Linked DNA regions of Rattus norvegicus: regions 1 and 2 are each linked to region 3. A link is a contact called in public Hi-C data. All regions are on one chromosome and are shown on one strand. The core of a region is the stretch at or near the end of the contact, and the rest is flanking DNA. Distances in the headings are between cores, read along the strand shown. Region 1 overlaps Lrrk1 (leucine-rich repeat kinase 1). Region 2 overlaps LOC102549616 (a long non-coding RNA gene). Region 3 holds the start of Chsy1 (chondroitin sulfate synthase 1).

Region 1 (3,516 bases), core at 800-3,299, 200 kb before region 3:
GTTGTAAGAGACAAGACCGTTGGTAAGAGTTTGAGGTTAGTCCTTGAATCTCATAAATGAGTTTTTACAAACCCAAAATATAAAAAGCAAAGGCTACCTGCACAGGCTCCTTATCCTGGGTCAAATGGGTGGATTTGCAAGCCCTAAAAGCTTGCAGTCCTACTCCACGGGCTCTTGGCAGTCCCAGGGCACCGCTTGTTTTACAGGGATGGAGATTTTAATCCCTGGATGTTCAGAAGTATCAGGAACCACCAAAGTCAGATTCCACTGTGGTAACAGTTAACCAAACGAGTAAAAGGGCCCCAGAATGATCCCACTCAGTTTTTAAACAGTACGTGCAGAGAGAAGACACACGCCTTGTCCAGCAAGAGATCTTTAAGCACTGCTGTTACTCTTCTGATCCCTCCTCTCTGCCTCCAGGTTAGTTGAAATCGACATCTCCAGTAACAAACTGTCCCACCTCCCGCCTGGATTCTTGCACCTCTCAAAACTTGAAAGGCTGACTGCTTCCAAAAACTATCTGGAGCGGTTGTTTGAAGAAGAAAATGGTACGCATCTCCATCGATGACCCCTTGCCATTAGCCACTTTCTTGCCGGTGAGGCCTGGGATGCCTTTGACTGTGTGCACTCTTTTCGCCCCACAGCCACAAACTGGATCGGCCTGCGGAAGCTGGAGGAACTCGACCTAGCTGACAACAGACTGACGGAGCTCCCTGTCCAATTTATGCACTCCTTCAAGTCTCTCACCAATCTGAATGTCTCCAGGAACAGCCTCAAGAGCTTTCCAGACCCCTGGTCCTGCCCTCTGGTTCGTACCACACAAGCCAGAGTCGAGTTTGTATGCTGCTCTCTACACCCTCGCATGTCTCCTTCGGGGTTGTGCATGGCGTGCCTGCCTTATGCCATGGGTGTTCCTCCACATTGTAGCTGAGTAGAGAGGCCCACAGCATCAGGCTGTCTGCAACAGTAACTCCTGTGAGCCAGTCCACCTGCTCGGGATTAAGGGACACACTGTAGCTACTACAAAGTTTTGTAAAACAGCAGCTTGGCCCTGACATGGGATGACACACGGGATGGGAAGGTGGCTTGCTTTGGTAAAGCTTCTGCACAGAAGCATGAGTTTGATCCCCAAGAGTCCACAAAATAAAAAGGCTAAGTGTGGGTCTGGAGAGATGGCTGAGTAGGTAAAGTGCTTGCTGTGCAGACATAAGGACCTGTGATTAGGCTCCCAGCCCCCGTATAAATGCTATGCAAATATGGTGGCATAAATGTAAGCCCAGCACCCAAGAAGCAAAGACAGGATACCTAGGGCCAGGCAACCAGCTAGACCAACCATACTTATGAGCTCTGAGTTCAAGTGAGAGATCCGGCCTCGGTAAATGAGGTGGAAAGCAACAGAGAGAGAGACTTTACATCGGCCCCTGACCTCCGCATGCACACATGTGAGCACATATACATACATACATGTCACACACTTTAAAAAGCCAGGCATGACAACACGTGCCTATAATCCCAGCACTTGAGAGGTGGGGAGAGGAGAATCCCTGCAGTTGGCTGGTCAGCCCGTCTAGGCAGTTGATCAGCTCCAGCTCCCCTGAGAAACCCTGTCCAGCATAAAAGATGGTGGGGTGCGATTGAAAAGACACCCAACATTGACCTTTGGTCTCCACAAGTACACGTATGTACGCATGCCAACCCTGATACACACATACATACCAACAGATGCCAAAGCGGGTGCAGCGCTCCCGTGCATTGAGAAATGAGAAGACTCAGGCACCTGTCTCCACGGCTCTGCAGACTAAATGAGGGTTTTGTTTCTCGGGAATCTGGCTAGTTGTAGCGGATGAATGACATAAGGAATATTTGGACTTCGTTTCTGTTGGTTTCAAACCAAAGAGTAAGCATTTCTAGTTTGGCCGCGTACTTGGGGAAAGCAGTGTCCCTTTCAGAGCGTGGCTCTGAATTGGCCTGTTATTGCCCAGGACAATGGCCAAATGAGATAAAGGAAACTGTAAGCACATTGTCTCCCCTAGGAAACTCTGTCTCCGCCCCTGCAGGACAGGGCAAGATGGCAGACACGGAGAATGGGAAGCCTTCTTCTCACCCTGCACTGTGGCCCCAGAGCCTTGTCCCAGTAGCCTCTCCTCTGACATCAAATTTACAAACAGACTTCTGGGAAGCACCACACTCAGAAGCCTACTTACTATTCTCCCCCTCTCCTCCAACTCCTAGAAATGTTGTAAAGCCTCCAAAAATGCTCTGGAATCGCTGCCAGACAAAATGGCCGTCTTCTGGAAAAACCACCTCAGGGACGTGGATTTCTCCGAGAACTCTCTGAAAGCGGTGCCCCTGGGGGTTTTCCAACTTGATGTAAGTCCAATGGCCCTTCATTTCTCACTGTCAGCAGTGGTAAGAAGAATCACTTGGGGGCCGCAGGGAATTTATATGCCTTCTCTGAGTTTGTAAGACATGTAAGGAGAAAATGCGAAGGGTAGGTAGGTTCAGCTATCAGAGACATGCACGGTCTTAAGCAAAGACAGACGGGGGGAGAATGTTCAGCAGGGAAGAGCTGTGCCAGGGAAGGGCTCGTTTGCCTGGGTTAGTCAGCTTTTTATTACTGTAACGAACACCCTGAGACAACCAGCTTCAGTGTGAAAGGGGCTTGTCTTGGCTCACGGTTCGGGAAGTATCAGTCTGTATATACATCTACCATGTTGTTTTAGTGCTTTTGGGGCTGTGGTGAAGCAGTGCATCATGGGAGAACAAGCTGTTCACCTCACAACCTCACAGCCTAGACCTAAACTAACAGGGAAGCAGGAGAGGTGTAGTCCCAATATCTTCCTCAAGGGCACCCCAGCAATGAGCCTCTCCCAGGCCCCAGCTCTTAAAGATTCCTACCAGTAACTCCGGGAACCAGAGTAGATGACTTTATTGTTCCTTTAACATGTGGACCTTCAGAGAACTTCCTTGTCAAAACTCAGGACTTCCTAGTAGAACTTTTGATTTGCTTTTGGCTATAGTGAAGAATTAACCTAGAGCCTCACGTATAGCTCAAAAGAACTCAACCACTGAGCTCCAGGACCAGCCCTTCATGTCAAAACTTTGAAGCTTGCCAGACAGAGACTCCATCTGGCCTCCAGAGATCCCACTGAGCACCACAAACGTTGTACCTAGAGAGAGACTTTGTACCTACAGCAGTGTATCACGGCCTTCCTGGGGTCTTCAGGCAGGCTGCGAGGCCCTATGAGGCCCAGAACAAGGAATTGCTAAGTGTTCTCCAAAAGCATTAGGGAACTCCTGTAGGGCCCGGTGGTGGACTCATGGGCCACACTGCCTGGAAAATGTGACCATGTTTGAACACTCAGATACAGCCCCTGACCTTCCCAGACACGCTGCTCAGATCATCCAGAATACCAAGAGACAGCAAGCATTCCTTCAGTGTGCACATCTCAGAAAAGAGGGGCTATCGAGTCATAGACCCCCCCAAGCAAACACAGGACAAAGGAAGAGACCCAC
Region 2 (3,529 bases), core at 684-3,183, 150 kb before region 3:
CACACACACACACACACACACACACACACCCCAGACCACACACACACAGACACAGAGACACACACCACACATGCCACACACCACGCGCACACACACACATACACACACACACACACACACACACACACAGACACAGAGACACACACCACACATGCCACACACCACGCGCACACACACACATACACACACACACACACACACACACACACAGACACAGAGACACACACCACACATGCCACACACCACACACACACACACACACACACACACACACACAAATAGGAAGACTGGCTCCGCAGTAGTGAGGAAGTTGGAACCCTTGGTCTTCAGCGTCCAGTAAGTAAATCGAGTAAGTCAGCCCTCCATGGCTACAGGATCTAAAATGCTAATCAACTTCAAGGGAAAAGGGTTAGGAAGGATGTGGACTGGGGCAAACCAAGTGCCAATTTTATTTCCTGCCTTTCTCTCTTCAAACAATACAGGACAGCAACTACCTACAGAGCATCTCCGGAGTGTCACTGTGTCAGGGAGAATTTGATGCCTTTGAGAGGAAGGATTCAGGTTCCGTGCACTTACTTAACACATGACCTCATGTGAGGGACTTGCACCTCCATAGACTCGGTCCATGGGTGGTCTTGGAGCAATTCCCTGTGGACACCAGGGCACACTGGAACTTGCTTGAGTAACTGCTATCAGGTGGGAGTCTGTTTCTTAGGATGCTCAAAACACTGGTGATAGTCTGGTATTTTAGATTACAATTTTAATTAAATGTTGGCAAGTGCAGATTAATTGCAGTTTTGAGATTGTCTTTTAATGGAGGGAGCTGTGCATCCAGTGTATAGCATTATGGTGTTATTTAGGGACTGGTTCATTTTTCCACATCTAGTAGATTTATGGTTTATAGCATCATCAGCATAGAGGCAGGAACCATGACACTACCCCACACAACCAAGGACTGAAAACTGCAAGATCAACAGGAACAATGCCAACATAATAGGATTTGCCCAACTCTTTGACCTAGGGGCAGACAACTCTGGAGGGGAGCACCCTATTCCTACCTGAAGGGTACATCCAAATGGCTGCCAAGAAGCAGCGCCAAGCCCTGTATCCTTGGAGCCCACAGAACCCAGAAGAGGGCCCAGCGTCAGAAGGAGGAGGCACACAGTGGGATTGCAGTGTGAGGCATTGGTGGCAGGGTCTGCCCACATCAATCTGGGGGTTCCAGGATTTCCCTCCACATCCCTGGAAATGGCAGACTAGACCTGGATCCATGGTCCACTGTGAGCTTGGCACGTGGCACGTGAGCCATTGTGACATCCTCAGGATGGCTATCACTCTCTGTCAGCCACAGGAAGCCTGACCTGTGCTCACATTCCAAAGCGCTAGGGTAAGGGCTTCAGCTTGTGGATCCTGAGGGGACGCAGTTCACAGTTCAGCCCTCAATCCCTTCCTTGTTCCCAAGCCTCCATGGCGGCATCTTTGGAACATAAAACCCAACCAACTAAAGGCCAGAGAAGGCATTCACAATGTACCGAGTGGGGCCTTGGGGGCGTGCTTTTCATTTACAAATGTATAAAAGATTTAAAAGACCAGAAGGACACACACCAAAATGTGACCTATGGCCATTTCTGGCTCCTGAGGTCACTAGTGGTTTTTGTTAAACCACTTTTAATTTAACTGTCATTTCTTTTATAATAAGACTAAGATCTGAATGACAAAAAAAATCACTTTAAATATTATAAAATGACGACTGGGCGGACACACGGGCTCTCTTGCTGTGGCTGGTCTGCCGTGGGACTCTGAGCCAAAAAAACAATGTCAGTCTCTCACTTTCCAGAGCATAGAAACAATCCACTGCTCAAGTAAGACGCCAGCGCCTTGCTCCTTTAAGCCTGGGAGGAAATGTCATTTCTTCAGGCACAGTCTGCACAGAGAACATTCCAGAACTGTAGATAATGTCACCCTTGGGGTAGCAGACTACTTCCTGGAACTGAGTCTTCTAACTATCTGTAACAAGGGCTGCAGCTGTCACATCCAGTCAATCCGGGAAGCGTTTGGTCCTGGGAGGCAAGTAGCATAGACCCTCTCTGGAGAAGGTCTGGACAGATCCAGAGATGCCTGGAAGGAGATTCCCATGCCTTTCAAACCCATCTCCTGTAGGAGTTTCAGAATGACAGAAAGTCAGTTTTTGAGTGTCACACCTCTGAGAAGCATGAATGGCTTCTCAGGCAGTGCCAGACCGCCTGGCCAATTGGAACAACTTTTCTCAGCATTGGAGCCCGGCCTCGAAGTCAGGCCTCTAAGACCATGGTACGTCCATCACTCCTCTCCAGAGCCAACTTCATGCTCTGCTGCTTAAAAAGCCCGTGACACAGAGTCGGGGCTCACTGACGTCAGCGAGCCTTTTCACGGGCTCCCTCCCGGCTGAGCTCTTGGGAGGCATGGGGTACATTCTGGTGGCCCTGTGCTCTCCTGATTTCACCACCTGGACACACGCTCTGCCTCCCAGCTTCCAAATCTGCTTCAGGCTAGGCATGCCGCCCTGAGGCTTCATCAGTTCCAGTACGTGCTAGCTTTCACGGGCTGCTTCCTGGAGCCAAAGCCCCTTAGAGCGCCAGAGCATTTTCCCTTTAATGGAGACACTGTTCTCACACAGTAATACTGTTTCCCTTTTCCGTCTCCACTGACAGACACTTTTTTAGACAGATGACTAGTGGGCTCATTGTGGTCAAGCTTTTAGGCCTCATGAACCCTCCCTTCCTTAAGGCCCACCCAGCCTCTATGGGCCGCTACTTTGTAGCTCTTGGGCACACAATACTCACTATATTGAAACGTCTGAGATAATTAATTTTTAAAACCTTTATCTCACAGCCTGAGATTGCCCAGGTCCATTGCTTTGGAATTCTGGTGAAGGCACCACATGGTAATGACCTAGAGTGAAAGGCAAAGCAAACTGTCCACCTCACAATCAGGAAGCAACGAGAAAAACCAGTCAGGGTCCCTAAATCTCTTCCAGGGCGTGCCTCAAAGACCTAAGGGAACCTCCACTAGGTTCCATCTTCTAAAGGTTCCACAGCCTCCCGATGGCACCACCCTGGTAAACAAGGCTTTAACACAGGAAGCTAGAGGACCCTGACCACAGCAGGGTCTCAGTCTTAAGGGGAGGAGCCAAGGGGAAGAACCCCAACATGACTCGTCTCGAAGGGACACAAGAAAGAACACGCTCTAGCAGGGTGCATGGTTCATCTGTTCCCTTAGCTCCAGTTAAACATCCCTGAGGTCCTTAGGCACGACATGCTACCTCACATTCCTGACGCCGAGGCCTGGAGACAGCAGGAGTTACCACCATTCACAGGAGGTCCGCACCAACACCCATCACTGTTCACTCAGGTATAACTCTGGTTCTGGGCCTTTAAATCGGTCCCTCTTGGGCTTGGGTTTGGCTCCATCTTTAGTCCCAGCCTCAGTTGAGTCTGTGACAGGGCCTGACAGGACAGGACATACCTTCTAGAAGACACTCTTCTATCCT
Region 3 (3,707 bases), core at 715-3,214:
TATAACAGTGCAAATGTACCTCGTCATGGCAGAAGTGTGAAAGTCAAGTTTGACGGAGCCCGCTCTCCCCTACTCTGTGGGATCTTTCTGAGGACCAAACTCAGGTCGTCAGGTTTAGCAGCAACTACCCTTTACCTAATGAGCCACCTGGAGGGAGGCTCATTTCCCCCTTTCTCATTTTTTGTTTGTTTGGGTTGTTTTGTTTTGCTTGACTTTTTTTTTACTTTCCAGAAGGGTCTCGGTGTTAGTCATCTGGCCTGGAACTCTATGTAGACCAGGCTGGCTTGGGTCTCACAGAGATCCATCTACTCTGCCTCCTACGTGCTGGGATTAAAAACCTATGCCACCCTCAATCTGTGACAAAGATACTAAGTCAGAGACCATCGGGGAGAAAGCTCTGGCCTAATGGTTCTCAAACTACTCTGTTAGTCCACACATACAGCCAGCCACCAGTGGCCTCTTGGGTCACTCAGAAAGAATTGTTCTTAGCAGGATGCAGCTTCTTGACATTAGCAGGAATGGTGGTCAAGACGTTCCATGCCTTTCCGCCTTTTCTCTTGCAATCCCTCACTTGACTTAAAAGAAAGGAGAGATCCAACTATGCTTGTTTTCTTATACCATCTGCTGCCTGAAAACTTAGACCAGAAACTGGATTTAAAAGCCAACGTTATAAAAGCACTGGCTATACATTTAAAACAAACAGCAACTAGTGTGGCCCTGCTCAAAACGCTTAGCCCCTAAATATCCATGCTCTGAAACCATTCCTGCCACCGACTGAATCTGTGCCTGGAAGAACGCCAAACTTCACCCATACAGTAAAGGTTTGTGTACTTCACACATACAAAAGTTTCCAATGAGTCCCTTCCTTCCCTTGAGTCCACCCCTCTTCTATTTCAGGTTCACTCCAATGGAAATACAGTTCTAACAATGCCCTCCATTCCAAAACCATCTCCTTTCTAAAGGCAGCTTTGGCTAATCTCTTTGTTAATCCTGAACATGATCACTGCCACTTCTACGACTCATTTAGCCCTACTAGGGCCCAGCTAGTTCCTACCACGCATACACCTCTGGGACTGCACTGGGGAGCACCAGGCTGTAGTCTTGAATTGACCGAATCTATCACGAAAACTGTTTTTTCCTCAAGGTTCTTTATCTCTAATTACCAAACCGAAGTGCTCAAAAGCGGAGTGGTCACTCTCATTAAAAGGAATGACTGTGAAAATCTTAAGTACAGTACAGAGGAGCCCTAGCCAGGTTAATTTAGGCGGGCTCTCCCTTCGAAATGACAAAGTGCCTATTTTAGAGACTCAAATTATACCTCTGCCTCCACTATCGCAGGTACAACACTGAATTTCCCCACCATCTTATGGGGGAGACTCGTTCCTTTTAACAAAGAAGTCCTGAACACAGAAAGCTTACGTGTCTTTCTGGAGATCAAGTTGAAAGGCACACACTGAGTGAGGCCAGTGTACTCACTCATCTAATCCTAAAGTCTTGCCCTTGAGAGATGCTCTCCATCCTCGTCTAACCACTGCTGCCTTTGCGCTGAGTCGCTGGCAGCTACCCGAGAAGCCTCCGGGGAACCCGTAACGCCGCCCTCCCGCTAGCCAGGATGCCGGATGCAAGCGATGGTATCCACGAAAAGGGGGCTCACCTGTAAGCGGCCACGGCGCGAGTCTGCAGGTATTTCTGGGCGGTCATGACTCCCACGAAGAGAAAGTTCCTGTCGCGCGGGACGCCCTCCGCGGCCGAGCCCTGCGGCCAGAGCTGCGCCCCGCGCGCATCCCCCGGAGCACCGCCGGGCTGCGACGCTGCCTGTCCTGGCCGGCATCCCTCGGGATTGGGGCGCCGCCGCGGGCCCACTCGCTTCAGCTCCGAGGCGCGGGGCAGGACGAGTCGCGAGGCCAGCACGAAGCCCAGCACGAGCCCGAGCAGCATGCTGAGCCAGGCGCGCCGGCCGCGCGCGGCCATGCCCGCGCCCCTCCGCCCGCCGGGCCGCTATCCCCGCCGCAGGCTCCGCGCGCCTTCAGCCCGCCGCCCCCGCCCGCGGAGGCCAGCCCGCCCTAGCGCCGCCTGGCCCGGCCCGGGCAGCGCCGCGGCCGCCGCGGGTCCGCCGCGCCCATCGCGGCTCCCGAGCCGCCCGCAGGCCCCGCGCCGGCGCTTTGTTCCGCGCGCCCGCCCGCACAGCCGCGGCCTGCGCCTTTAAGAGGGGACCATGCCCGGCGCGCGCGGCCGGCGACTCCGGCGCGAGGCAACAGCAGCTCCTGCGGCTCGCGTCCCCGGGCTGGCTCGGCTCCGCTCGCGCTGCGCCCGCCCTCTCGGTGCCCTGCGCCGCCTCTGCAGCTGCACATCCTCCGGCTTAGCGCGCCATTGCAAAGGAGCCCCTCACGTCACGCACCGCGCGTTAAGAAGCGGCCCGCCGGCGGCGTGCCGTGGCCCCTCTCGGGATCCGTCCGCGCCTCGTGATTGGCGCAAAAGTGAATGGGGGGCAGTTCACGTGGCCAAAGTTTAACAAAAAAAAAAAAAAAAAAAAAAAAAAAGCACCCGCCCCGCAGTCTGCGGCCCGGCTGAAGGGGTGTGGGTTAGCACGGACTAGAGCGTGGCGGGCGGACTCTAGTCCCCGCTGCTGGGTACCCGCGGCCACACCCCCGTCGCCAGCGCTCGGAGCCGGCCGGGCACCGCACGTGGACTGAGTTGACCGGCTCCCCAGATGCCCCTAGAACTGCCACGCCCTACCCTCCCCAGGCCGACCTCCCGGCTCGGTGGCCAGGGCTGCCGGGTCCACACTGCAGCTTTGTACCCTACGGGCGTAGCCGGAGCCACACGGCCACGGTTCACCTTGGAACGCTTGGGGATTTGCGGGCTGAGAGCGAAGCGAGAATTACCTAAGTAGCTAAGGCTGACCTCGAACTCAGAGAACTCAGAGGTGTCCGTCTCTGCCTCTCAAGCGCTGGGCTTGAAAGCAAGCGCCACCAAGCCAGGCATATTCGTTTTTAAGAGATGGATGGGTAAATTACCACTAGATGATCAATACCCATATTTAATCCCAGGGAGCAGGGAGCTGGTTAGTACCCCTCACCTAAGCCCGTCAATATTTTCAAGAGTAGATTTATAAAATGGATATGGATTGTGTACTTAGGGGTGGAGGTGGGGGCACGCGGTTCCTCCGGAGCCATACACCTAGTTTTGTTTTGTTTTGTTTTGTTTTGTTTTGTTTTGTTTTGTTTTGTTTTGTTTTGTTTTGAAATAGGATTGATCTCTCACTGTATTAGGGGTCTCCAGATAGGCTAGGCTCGCTGAATGGATTTTTAAGTTGATACCAGTTTCCCTTACATTTGCTTGCTCTTAACTTTTATACATTTTGTTAAAAACAAAAGCACTTCAACTGGGGTGCCTACACGACAAATGTTTGTAAATACCAATTTTATTTCCTGGTCACCAATGTATTAGGACCTGAGAGGTTCTTTAAGAAAGAGCTTAATAGAACCCAGATGCTAGCTGAAACTGAAGATTACCTTGAACTACAGATCCTCTTGCTCATGGAGCTGAAGTGGCCTGAATTCCAGGCTTATGTGGTACCACCCCTGTTTTAAAGGGTGCCAGGGGTGAACCACTGGATCTCTGATATACTAAGCCAGTACTCTATGAACTACGGTCCCAGAGCCTGAGAAGTTCTCGTTTAATCAATTGAAAAGACAGGATACCGT

Evidence for each region. Hi-C and Micro-C count contacts between places; a contact is called where the count stands out from the background.
Region 1: a Hi-C map of Schwann cells shows a contact between it and region 3, with 8 times the contacts expected there. The contact joins the enhancer-like site here to the promoter of Chsy1 in region 3. A contact is called at or near these places in 11 of 12 Hi-C or Micro-C datasets (the A7r5 cell line, the Rat2 cell line, Schwann cells and 6 more) and 1 of 1 datasets of contacts at active chromatin or transcription factors (oligodendrocytes).
Region 2: a Hi-C map of Schwann cells shows a contact between it and region 3, with 13 times the contacts expected there. The contact joins the enhancer-like site here to the promoter of Chsy1 in region 3. A contact is called at or near these places in 12 of 12 Hi-C or Micro-C datasets (the A7r5 cell line, the Rat2 cell line, Schwann cells and 7 more) and 1 of 1 datasets of contacts at active chromatin or transcription factors (oligodendrocytes).

The regions. Positions count from the first base shown.
Region 1 is chr1:129,299,459-129,302,974 of GRCr8, reverse strand. It overlaps Lrrk1 (leucine-rich repeat kinase 1), which reads left to right. Exons shown (of 33, transcript NM_001191624.1): 7 at 421-548; 8 at 645-808; 9 at 2,233-2,370. Among named protein-coding and RNA genes, the nearest start is that of Lrrk1, 82 kb to the left of the region's middle. Within about 2 kb of position 2,049, at least 1 of the 93 cell types and tissues checked has an H3K27ac peak or open chromatin away from gene starts, as enhancers often do. A contact at or near this core is called in Schwann cells, where this site is marked.
Region 2 is chr1:129,247,570-129,251,098 of GRCr8, reverse strand. It overlaps LOC102549616 (a long non-coding RNA gene), which reads right to left. Exons shown (of 4, transcript XR_010063044.1): 2 at 3,505-3,529; 3 at 1-2,154. Among named protein-coding and RNA genes, the nearest start is that of Lrrk1, 130 kb to the left of the region's middle. Within about 2 kb of position 1,933, at least 6 of the 93 cell types and tissues checked have an H3K27ac peak or open chromatin away from gene starts, as enhancers often do. A contact at or near this core is called in Schwann cells, where this site is marked.
Region 3 is chr1:129,098,345-129,102,051 of GRCr8, reverse strand. Chsy1 (chondroitin sulfate synthase 1) reads right to left here and starts at 1,964. Exons shown (of 3, transcript NM_001106268.1): 1 at 1,655-1,964. The coding sequence starts at 1,938.